Linked DNA regions of Acanthopagrus latus: region 2 is linked to region 1. The links are chromatin contacts, called in public Hi-C maps. All regions are on one chromosome and are shown on one strand. Each heading gives the region's core, a stretch centred on a gene start, on an enhancer-like site or on the middle of the called end of the contact. The rest is flanking DNA. Distances are from core to core; before and after follow the strand shown.

Region 1 (5,315 bases), core at 1,358-3,857:
TCTTATATTGGGTTACAATAAAGAAAATCACTTTGAGTTTTGCTGACAACATATTTTGTCTCGTGTGTTGGGACACAGAAAAACTTTAATTCTCATCATTCTTCCGGTTTCTATCTCTGCACTGACCTCTTATCAGTTTTATGAAGCACTTTGTAATTTAGGTTTGAAAGGTGCCATATAAATAAAATATAAAATGAGTTAGTAATAGAGCGCTGAAGACACCCTTAGAATGAATAAAACTTTAAAACTGTCCATCTGTGAACATTTTTGCCAGTTACATGGAATCAGCAGTGGCGGTTGTTAAACAATGAGGACAAAATCTCCCATGAGCCCACGCTGCCACCCTGCTAGAGGCAAAAATTACTGACCGTGCGTTTAAATCACTTCCGTCTACGTGAGTTTGCAGAACTCAGCAGTGTCTCCGATAAAATAGGGATTGAGTCCAGCATGGAGAGGCTGAGTGAATGTGGTGTGGACTCTGTGGAGGAGAGTCACGGTTTCAGAGACGCTGTAGAAGGACAGAATACCTGCACCGTGATCCAGGTACACTCCAACTCTGGAGGGCTGAGGACCTGAGAAGGACGTTGTGATGTCGTCGTAACAGAACTGAAAACATTTTTGGTCAAAATACATCGCCCACGATTTGTCATTGTGTCCAAATCCACATTCATTCGAGCTTCCTGCTCGGCTGATATTCTTGTATGCGACTGCGACGCCGACTCCTCCTCCTCTCCTCTCCACCTCCCAGTAACAGCGTCCAGTCAGACTCTCTCGGCTCAGGACCTGCTCCCACACAGTGAATCTGTCTGGGTGATCAGAATAAGACTGTTTTTGACTCATGAATGTTGCTTTTCTGTCCCCTTCAGATAATAACAGATGTGTGTATGCGGTGTTTGGATCCAGGGTTAGTTCACGTGCATATTTTAAGAATCCAGCTCTGGTCTTTGGCTCCGGTTGTGGCAGCAGAACATCCACTTCAGTCACTGTCAGTGAGATGTTTGTCCTCATCTCTCTCAGGACGTCCTGTAGTTTGTCTCTGACCTCTGACACAGCAGCCGTCACGTCCTCAAAGTACTTCAGGTGACGGATATTTAGATACAAGTGTGCAGACTCACTGAGTGCTGACAGTGAGGGGTAGTTGTGTAGAAACTGGTTGTGATCCTCTGTGTGTGAGAGCTTCTTCAGCTCAGCGTCTTTCCTCTTCAGCTCAGTGATCTCCTGCTCCAGCTTCTCCTGAAGCTCTTTGACTCGACTCACTTCAGTTTCCTGCTGGGATCTGACCTGCCGCTTCACATCAGAGCGTCTTTTCTCCATGAGACGGATCAGCTCGGCGAAGATCCTCTCACTGTCCTCCACTGCTTCATCAGCAGAGCGATTGATGGCCTCCACCTCCTGTTGAAGCAGCTTCACATCTTCCTCTCTGTCCTGGATTCTCTGCTGGACGTTGTGTCGACTCCCCTCCAGCTCTCGCTGCCTCTCAGTCCTCTCTACTGCAGCTGACACTGTGTCGTGGCCTTTATGTTCTTCGTTAGAGCAGAGATAACAGATACACTGCTGATCAGTACGGCAGAACATCGTCATCACCTCATCATGACGAGGGCAGATGTTCTGCTGGAGCTTCCTGAACGGCTCCACAAACTTGTGTTTCTCAAAAGCAGAAGATTCGTAATGAGGCTTGCAGTGTTTCTCGCAGTAAGAGACCAGACAGGATTCGATGGCTCTCAGTTTCCTCCCAGTGCAGAAATCACAGGCCACATCTTCAGGTGCAGCATTGCTGTGATCAGCAGGAGCAGCTTTGAGTCCGATCTTCTTCAGCTCCTCCGCTAAAACCGCCAACACGGTGCTTCTCAGCAGGACAGGCCTTGTTGTGAAAGTCTGCCCACACTGAGGGCAGCTGTGGGTTTTCTTCTCATCCTCCTCATCCCAGAAGCTGTGAATACAGTTCATGCAGTAGCTGTGTCCGCAGGCAGTCGTCACCGGATCCCTCAGCAGATCCAGACAGAGCGAACAAGAGAACGTTTTCAGGTCCAGCCGAAATCCTTTGTGAGACATTTTACCGCTCGGTGGCAACACCTCTCTTGAGTTTCACTTTCTTCGAGCCTAAACTAGTTTGAGCTCTGATCTAAGCAGCATGTGTGTCTGCAGGGAATGCAGCCTGCACTTTGACACATGCTGGTTACACCCAACGTCAACTGTAGATCTGAAGGGGAGGGAACAAAGAACTATGTGTGCACAAGAGAGAGGAGCTCGCTGTGTGTGAGAGCAGGAAGACAGAGGAGGGGAGGAGTTATGAAGCTTGGAATCGCTCCAGGAAGAGGAACAGCTCTGTGAATCTAAACTTTCTGTGCTCATTTACAACAAATTCTCAGTTCAAACTAGCTCTGTAACTCTGTAGAATGTAAGAACTAAAGTCAAAATGTAGGTCACAGGTCAAAAAAGTGCCATCTTAATATTTTTAAAATAAGTAGTAGAGAGTCTTTGTCTGTCTTTGCATTCAAAGCACGCGCTAAACAAAACATGAATCAATCTAATAATACATGAATAAATAACAGAAAAGTCAAATGGAAGTGTACGAACACAACGAACGTCTGTCTCCGTCTCTCTGACTCTCTCTCAGGTGAGGTGCTGATGCCTTCAGGTAAATCAGCCCAGCCGCTGATCACAGACAACCTGGACGGGACGGTCACAGTGCAGTACTCTCCTACTGAGGCCGGCCTGCACGAGATGCACATCAAGTACAACGGCACACACATCCCAGGTCAGCACACGACACACACACACTGACTTGTGAACTGAATTAGGTGAAAGGGGGGCACCTGGTGTCCAGAACCAGAACTGCAGCCTCTGAACTTTTAAAAAAACTCCACCTGTTGTTTTAATGTCTCTGTTGTACTGATATTGCGTGTGTGTGCTTGTGTGTTGCAGAGTCTCCTCTTCAGTTCTATGTGAACCACGCCAGTAGTCCCAGTGTCACAGCCTACGGTCCTGGTCTGAGCTACGGCGTCGCCAACAAGATGGCCTCGTTCACAGTCTTCACAGATGACGCCTCTGAAGGTACGTCAGCTGCAGGAGGAGGAGCAGAGCTGGTGGTCTGAGGCGATATTTTAGGAAATGAGTGAAAACGTCCTGATTCAAATGCATCCTGTCCGTCTGTTTGTTGTCCATCCAGGGGGTCTGGACTTGGCCATCGAGGGTCCATCCAAAGCAGAGATCAGCTGCGTGGACAACAAGGACGGGACCTGCAGCGTCACCTACCTGCCGACGCTGCCCGGAGATTACAACATTCTGGTCAAATACAACAGCGATCACATCGCCGGCAGCCCGTTCATGGCCAAGATCACCGGTGAGACACTCAGACAAACATTATTGATGATTAATAAACCCAAAAAAATGTGGATCACTGCAATTTATATCAGTCTGTCAAACAAAAAAGTACAATTATATAAAATATCATAAAACAGTAGAAAACAATAGTTCAAATATTTTATTGACCAAACAGGTTCAGGCTTCAACCTATTATGCCTGAAAGATCTGGACAAATAAACAGCAACCAAAAAGTTACAACATCTCTGTGAACGACTTAGATAAATGCTGTAGCAGCTGGTTTTGGATTATTTCACCCCTTGCATATTTTTCTGAAATATCCTTAAGAATTAAAGTTGTAAGGGGAGGAACAACCTGAGGCTTCGGTCCACGCAGCAATGGCCACATATTTAATGAGTTGATCACAGGAGACGCATCAGGATCTGTCAAACTCAGCAGGCGAAGCCGAGTGATTTTCTCCAGTTAGTTCTGATTCTCTCCATTTTGGACTTTTTTGATCAGTGTGATAAATATCAGCACATGCAGCTGAAGTCAGATATTGATCAAAAGGTAGATTTCACAGACTTAATGTGTCTGTGATGTGCTGTCTTACTTTTTGTGTGTTGTTTTTTTTTTTTTTGTGTCTCTCAGAGGACAACCAGCGACGCTCTCAGGTCAAACTGGGCTCTGCAGCAGATTTCTCTCTGGACATCAACGAGACGGATCTGAGCCTGCTGACCGCCAGCATCCAGGCGCCATCGGGCCGTGACGAGCCCTGCCTGCTGAAGAGGATGGCCAACAACCACATCGGTAACACACACACACACACGAATAAATACACGCCCTGTCACTCTTTTCATCCTTGCTTTCCCTCGTCTCTTCAGGCAACTATTAGTATCTCTACCTATCTATCTCACCACCTCCCTCTTCCTCCTCCCAGGTATCTCCTTCATCCCGCGGGAGGTGGGCGAACACAAGGTCAGCATCCTGAAGAACGGCCGTCACATCCCCAACAGTCCCATCACCATCATGGTCGTCCAGTCTGAGATCGGAGACGCCAGCCTGGTCAAAGTCCACGGCGACGGCCTCGTCCAGGGAACCACCTTCAACAACTCCAGCTTCGTGGTCGACACGCGGGAGGCCGGTCAGTGTGCAGATCTTCACTCTCAACAGCTGTGATTAATTATTTAAAGTTATTTTTATAACTATTCTGTGACTTTGGTAAAAGCTTCTCCCATCAACCTGATGTTTACTCGTGTACCAAACTTTTCCCAGACTTTCCAAGTTGTTGTTCGACTGGAAACCTTCATGTGAATGTCCACTAAAGTCTGAACTATAGTATTTCCGATAATAATATGAACTGTGTATCTATGCGTGTGTAGGTTATGGCGGTCTGGCTCTGGCTATCGAAGGTCCCAGTAAGGTGGACATCCAGACAGAAGACATTGAGGACGGGACGTGTAGAGTCATCTACTGTCCCACTGAACCAGGAAACTACATCGTCTCAATCCGCTTCGCTGAGGAACACGTCCCAGGTTAAAAACAAAACAACATTTATTCCACCGTTTGTGGAAAAGTATTATAAACATGATTTTTTCTAAAACTAAACTTTCGTAACTAAAAGTGTCTGCATATTCATACATACAGTCATTTAATGAGGGAGGAGTGTGTGTTTGTGTGTTTTCAGACAAATAATTTCAGGTGTGTGTGTCAACAGGAAGTCCGTTCACAGTGCGGGTGACTGGAGAGGGTCGAATCCGAGAGAGCATCACCCGACGACAGAGGGCGGCGTCTGTCGCCAGTGTTGGGAGTGTGTGTGACCTCAGTCTGAAGATACCAGGTACGCACACACACACACACACACACACACACACACGGTTTCTTACCATGCTAATCTGAAGGCTCGTCTGATTGGCTGTCTGCAGTGATAGCAGTGTTTGTAGGTAGATAAAAAACGTCTTTAGGTAAAAGTGAGTCGGTCCTGAAGATGTGACGCCTCAGTGGCTTCAATC
Region 2 (5,977 bases), core at 3,146-5,645, 140 kb before region 1:
CCACCACGCGTCCCCACACCACCACCACGCGTCCCAACACCACCACCACGCGTCCCCACACCACCACCACGCGTCCCCACACCACCACCACAGCACCTTCTGTTAGAGGTAAGTCTTTTCACACACTAGCTTTCATCACCAAACAGAAACACAATGTCGAGATATGATAACCAAAATGTTTCTGCTATTAAATAATATAATTTGGATTCTTGTGTGGGAAACAGCAGAACAGGAACAGAATTCATCAGTGTTCCCCCATCAAAAGGCTTGAGTTATGTTCTCCATTATGTTCTCCAGACTAAAGCTGCATTTAGTGGATCCTGACCACAAGGGAGCGGATAGACGGAGAGTAATTTATACATATGAATTAAAGTCTTTTTTTGTTTTTTTTTGTTTTACACTTGCCTTACTTAACATGTGTTAGCTTTTATGCTGAGCAGACATCACTGTTGGGGGGAACACACTACAAAAGTAAGGAGTTACAGTATCGTTTTAAGCAGTGATTAAGTAATATGACAGGGTTATAATAGGATTAGAGGTACTATTTTTTTTTACAAAACTATGTCCATTAATGCAGTACCACCAGAAATTAAGTGTTTTCAGATGTTTTTCAACCTGGCCAGACCCACCAGGTCGCCTATGACCTGTTTAAGATGACGTTTGTTCCAGGCTACTCAAAAAAAACAGTTTAAACTTTTGTCAAGCTATGCATGGTTAGATCAGTTAGATTCTCCACAGTTAAGTCATTCAGTTCATTCAACAGAAATCACAGGAACCGAAGAATAATTAATTCAGATTTGAAGGCATTTTAAGCAAAAAAAAACAAAAACAAAAAACTGTATTTTTGTGGACACGGTAGAACAACACTAAAAAGTTTTTTATAATCAGCAGAGACCAGGTTAATCTAAGTGTAGTAGTAAAACAGTATTACGCTCTCTCATGTCAAAATGCACGTTATACTTAGAATATTTTCAAATTATAGTAAAATGTCATACATAGGGATAGTCTGCCAGAGGAGATTTAACAGGTACCTTTTTACAGTGGTTTCAATTGGCCATCTCTGACACTTCACCCAATTAGATAGAAACCATAGGTCATTCAGGTGTTAAGCTGTGTGTACAGAACATTTGCATTACCTCAACATACTTTATCTATACTGAGGCTGGATTCAGATCAAATCAGCTGTGAAAATTCAGGTCTTCCCATTCATTTTAATGCAGGTATCCTTTTCTGAGAGAAAAAAAAATGCAGCTAGCTGCAGCAAATAAAGTTGAGACGGACTTAACTTTTGGTGAATAGAAAAATGTTGCAGTGGGGAATCACATAAGCTGGTGGTCAGACTTAAAGAATTAATGACTTGTTACATGTAGCATGTGTATTCAGTCAGTTTGGCTTTATTTACTAGTCGAAAACACATCTGTGGATGCTATCAATCAGTGTAGGACTAGCATGCTTAACCTACTGTGGCAGACGCATGACCGCAGATCATAAACAGAGCATAAACAAAGCAGAACTGGTATGGAGAACCATCAGAGTGAACAAATGATTCTAGCCGGATCAAGATTTTTATGACACAAGGTGGTGGGAACACTACACTTACTGTTCACAAGGGATCACCAGAATCAACACAAGATTAAAGCACCCTTTAGCTGCTTTAAGTGTGCAGTATATCTGGAAGTTATAGTTATGCTAAGACAAATGAAGCCCTTGTTTAAAGGGGCTCTGTGGGACTGAACCCTGATAGCAGCTGCTTTACAAATTATCCCTTGTTATTCATATTCTTAAATAACATACAACTGTGGTAATGAGTTTGTTTTTTATTTTGTCAACTAGAAATGGTCAGTTACTTATGTCCACTGATCCCTGCAGGTGTGTCGGTGTGTCTGCGTTACCTCACCAACACTGTAGAAAATAGACTCTTCACAGTCAGTCCATCCAGGATGCCGCTGCAGGTGACCGTCAATCAACTTGGTTATTATACACTAAGGTTTAACTCATACGGTTACAACACACTGTACATGAAACCTAGCATAAGATTCTGGTCAAACATTGGACCGGACATCTGGAGCAGAGTCTGTTTCACCTTGGACTCCATGAAGAACGTGGCCCAGGCGTTTAGCGGCTCCAACATCAGCATCAGGATGTTGTTACCTTATCAGGTGAGAACAGAGGAGTGCATACTGAACCAAATTCATCTTGTTCAGCATTTTTGTAGCTATAGTCTGATAATCAGACTTGACAGACAGATGAATCCTGCAATGTTCCATGACTGAAAATGGCTTTGACTACAGGTCTACAGACAGTTTAGTGTCTTAAATCTTATCTTCATCATGTCTCTAATATATATCTGCTGTGTGTGTGTGTTTGTGTGTGTGTGTTCAGTATGTCTGGTCAGGTGAGCCTGTGATTGAATTTCCAGGTTTTGACGGTCAGTTGACAGACGTCCAGATGTGGGATTATCCTCTCAGCTATAGAGAAGTCTTCAAGTACATGAACAACGGTGTCTACGGGTATGTGTGTGTTTGAGGTGTGAAACTGTTGTACAAACAATTAAAGTATCTCTTTGCCTTAAAAACTAATTATAAAGACGACACAGCCAGAAGTCGCATTAGTGACACAGAAATCTAGTTTTGATAAATAAACAAATAAAAGCAGTAAAGGACGGTGAGAAAACCACATGAGAGGAATTGATGATGAGAGAATAATGATTGACATGATAAAACACAATGTAATTTTACCATTAAATGTAATTTCCTATATATTATTATTATGTTTATAACTATTTTTTTTGTTATTTTAGGCCGCACCACGGCTCTGTCCTCACCTGGTCCTCCATCAACTACACTCCCAGTGGAAACACGCTGTTGGAGGACGTCTATGAGTGGGAGGCGAAACAGCAGATCAGCGGCAGGAGGAGAGGCCGTCGACCAAAGGGAGGGAGGAAGAACAGAAAGTTTGTTAATGTGGTGGAAAGAGAAGAGGGAATAAGAGATCTGCTTTAATGAAACATACAGAATGTGTGTGAAAAGCTGTATGATCTTCAGCTGTGATTTCTTCCACAAGAACGATCATTTGAGCATTTATCCAATCAATAATTAATCATTAATGAAACTGAAACATTGCTGATCTGATAAACGTGTGTGATTATATTTCCTTTGTTTCCTAAAGTTTAGGCCAAAACCCCCAATGTGCCAACAACATTTTGTGTCATTCTAACGTGTGTTAAGCTTTTACTAACTGAAGATGGATATCACACTCTTTAGGGGTAGAAATAATATATCACCTAGCTAATTTGACTGATTTTGGCTTTACTGTTCAGATTGTAGCACGGCAACCTTCAGTACTGCAGATGGTCCTGAAACTCCTTTGTGGTGCATACCTTTTGAGAAAGGTGGCTGGGGCTATGAATCAAGTTTACTATGATTATGATATATAAGAATAAGAAGAAGAAAAAGAAGAATATTTTTGAGCTTCTATGTCTAGAGCCTACAACAGCCAAAGAGTGATCATGTAGACAGAGGACCCACTCTCTTTGTCCTCTCCTGTCCTGTACCACTTACACACCAGCCTCTGGATGATTGATACATTAACCTTTATAAATTTAACAAAAGTCAACATGGTTGTTGTGGCTTTTTATAAATCATGTTGAGCTGCATATATCAGAAAATTAGCTAGTGCCATGAATAAAGTTTATTAGCATTACTCTAATATGTGTTTTCATCCTTTAATCTGCAAAAAGACTCTTCTCATGTCACAGCAAACACCATAATCCATTCACACCTGAGATCCTGAGATTGAGATAAAAGTTTCTATGCGCGCCTTAAAGTCTACAACAGCCAATGAGCTATTATGTGGACAAGACACCCGCAGTTTTCTTTATCACCTCTCCTGAGTCACTTACACACCAGCCTACAGGTAATATGTCAAAATGTCATCAATGAGATTTCAAATTCAGTAACATATATATCAGTTTTTAAAACCCCAAACTTGGAAATTCTGCAGGTTTATGTATTTTTTTTATGCATTTTGCTAATTGAATAGGCTGTTTGCCACCTAAGCACTTGTTTTTGACTATTTCATATGCATAACATTAGCATAAATGTGGAAATACAGTGCTATTCAACAAAAACTATGCATGTACTCCAAATAGTTCAACAATAGCTTTGAATTTACTTTGGGTCAGATTGTGATAGGTGTTTAAGGGTAATCTTACATAAGAGTCCAGGAATAAGAGAAAGCAATTCTTGAGTAATTAAAAACTGTTCAAATATATAAGTAAGTACAAGCGTGAATGTAAAAGACTAGACTGTTATTGTGCAACACTGCTGGGAGAGCAAAGGGGAGTGTAAATGAATCAGGGACAGGCTGGGGGAGTGTCTTTACACAGAAATGAAACCTAATGCGGCTGCTCATGTCTGAACCAACAAGTGAGAGTAGGAAGGAAGTGCAGCCAGCAGACAGACATACACTCTCACACAGTGAGGACACACAGACACTTTTGCAGAGACTCTGATCGGCCGAGCGAGGATGAAGATGAAGCTGGTTCATGCTCTTCTGGTGGTGGCAGTGATGTCAGCACCGGTGAACGCAGAATTCAAAACGACAAGTTGGACGACGCCGGGTGAGCACACACGCCAAATGAACTCACACTGTGTGACAAGGTGAATGTTATTGTGTGTGTGAGGTTTTGAGCTTGCTAGTTAAAATGACAACTGGTTTCTGTGTTATCTCTCCCTTTCTCTTTCTGCAGGACCTCAAGGAATGAATTTAAAGGGGAAGATGTTCACTTTGTCTCAATATGAAGGAGGAATTTCATTCTATCCACCCTATTTTTCCCCCACCCCTTCCACTACTTACTACATCACCACTGACATACCCACCTCCACCTCCTATCCCTGGACCACAGCACCTACTACTAGAAGTAAGTCTAACCACAAACTAGTCCTCATAACCAAACAGAAACGCAATGTCAGGATATGAAATCAAAATTACATTTTAATGTTCAGATTTGCTCTCAGATGTATTTCTCCTGTTAAGACGTGCAGCTATAAGATGAGATAAGATGATAGAATTTAAATTCTAGATCATATCTGAATAACAACTGGCTGCATTTCAAGTTTGTTTATTATTGTGTCAACTAGAAATGGTCAGTTACTTATGTCCGCTGATCCCTGCAGGTGTGTCGGTGTGTCTGCGTTACCTCATTGACTTTGGACAAACAAGTAACCCCAGAATCTTCACACTCAGTCCATCCAGTACCCCTCTGCTGGTGAACGTTGATCAACTTGGTGTTTATACACTAAACTTTAACCAATACAGTTACAACACACTGTACATGAAACCTAGCATAAGGTTCTGGTCAACCATCGGACCGGACATCTGGAGCAGATTCTGCTTCACCTTGGACTCCACAAAGAATGTGGCTCAGGTGTTTAGCGGCTCCAACATCAGCATCAGGAAGTTGATACGTTATCAGGTGAGAACAGAGGAGTGCATACTGAACCAACAGATGAATCCTGCAATATTCCATGTCTGAAAATGATTTTGTCTACAGGTCTACAGACAGTTTAGTGTCTTTTATCTTCATCATGTCTCTAACATACATCTACTGCATGTGTGTGTGTTCAGTATGTCTGGTCAGGTGAGCCTGTAATTCAATTTGAAGGTTTTGACGGTCAGGTGACAGACGTCCAGATGTGGGATTATCCTCTCAGCTACAGAGAAGTCTTCAAGTACATGACCAACGGTGTCTACGGGTATGTGTGTGTGTGTGTGTGTGTGTTTTAGGTGTGAAACTGTTGTACTGTTGTCTTAAAGACTTATTATAAAGCAGTCGCATTAGTGACACAGAGATCTAGTTTTGAGAAATAAACAAATAAAAGCAGTAAAGGACAGTGAGAAAATCACATGAGAGGAATTGATGATGAGAGAATAATGATTGACACGATAAAACACAATGTAATTTTACCATCAAATG

What was found. A called contact is a pair of places that touch in the nucleus more often than the background predicts.
Region 2: a Hi-C map of liver shows a contact between it and region 1, with 2.5 times the contacts expected there. The contact joins the promoter of LOC119021272 here to the promoter of LOC119020396 in region 1. A contact is called at or near these places in 2 of 4 Hi-C or Micro-C datasets (liver and muscle).

Annotation. Positions count from the first base shown.
Region 1 is chr6:5,017,727-5,023,041 of fAcaLat1.1, reverse strand. LOC119020396 (tripartite motif-containing protein 16-like) reads right to left here and starts at 2,607. Exons shown (of 1, transcript XM_037099668.1): 1 at 1-2,607. The coding sequence starts at 2,052. The coding sequence ends at 391. LOC119020389 (filamin-B) reads left to right here. Exons shown (of 48, transcript XM_037099644.1): 34 at 2,618-2,758; 35 at 2,926-3,054; 36 at 3,170-3,343; 37 at 3,955-4,113; 38 at 4,244-4,447; 39 at 4,686-4,838; 40 at 5,021-5,143.
Region 2 is chr6:5,161,588-5,167,564 of fAcaLat1.1, reverse strand. LOC119021272 reads left to right here and starts at 4,395. Exons shown (of 5, transcript XM_037101460.1): 1 at 4,395-4,621; 2 at 4,751-4,921; 3 at 5,178-5,476; 4 at 5,629-5,756. The coding sequence starts at 4,528. It overlaps LOC119020367 (mucin-5AC-like), which reads left to right. Exons shown (of 5, transcript XM_037099612.1): 2 at 1-108; 3 at 1,870-2,159; 4 at 2,383-2,510; 5 at 2,801-3,702. The coding sequence ends at 3,002.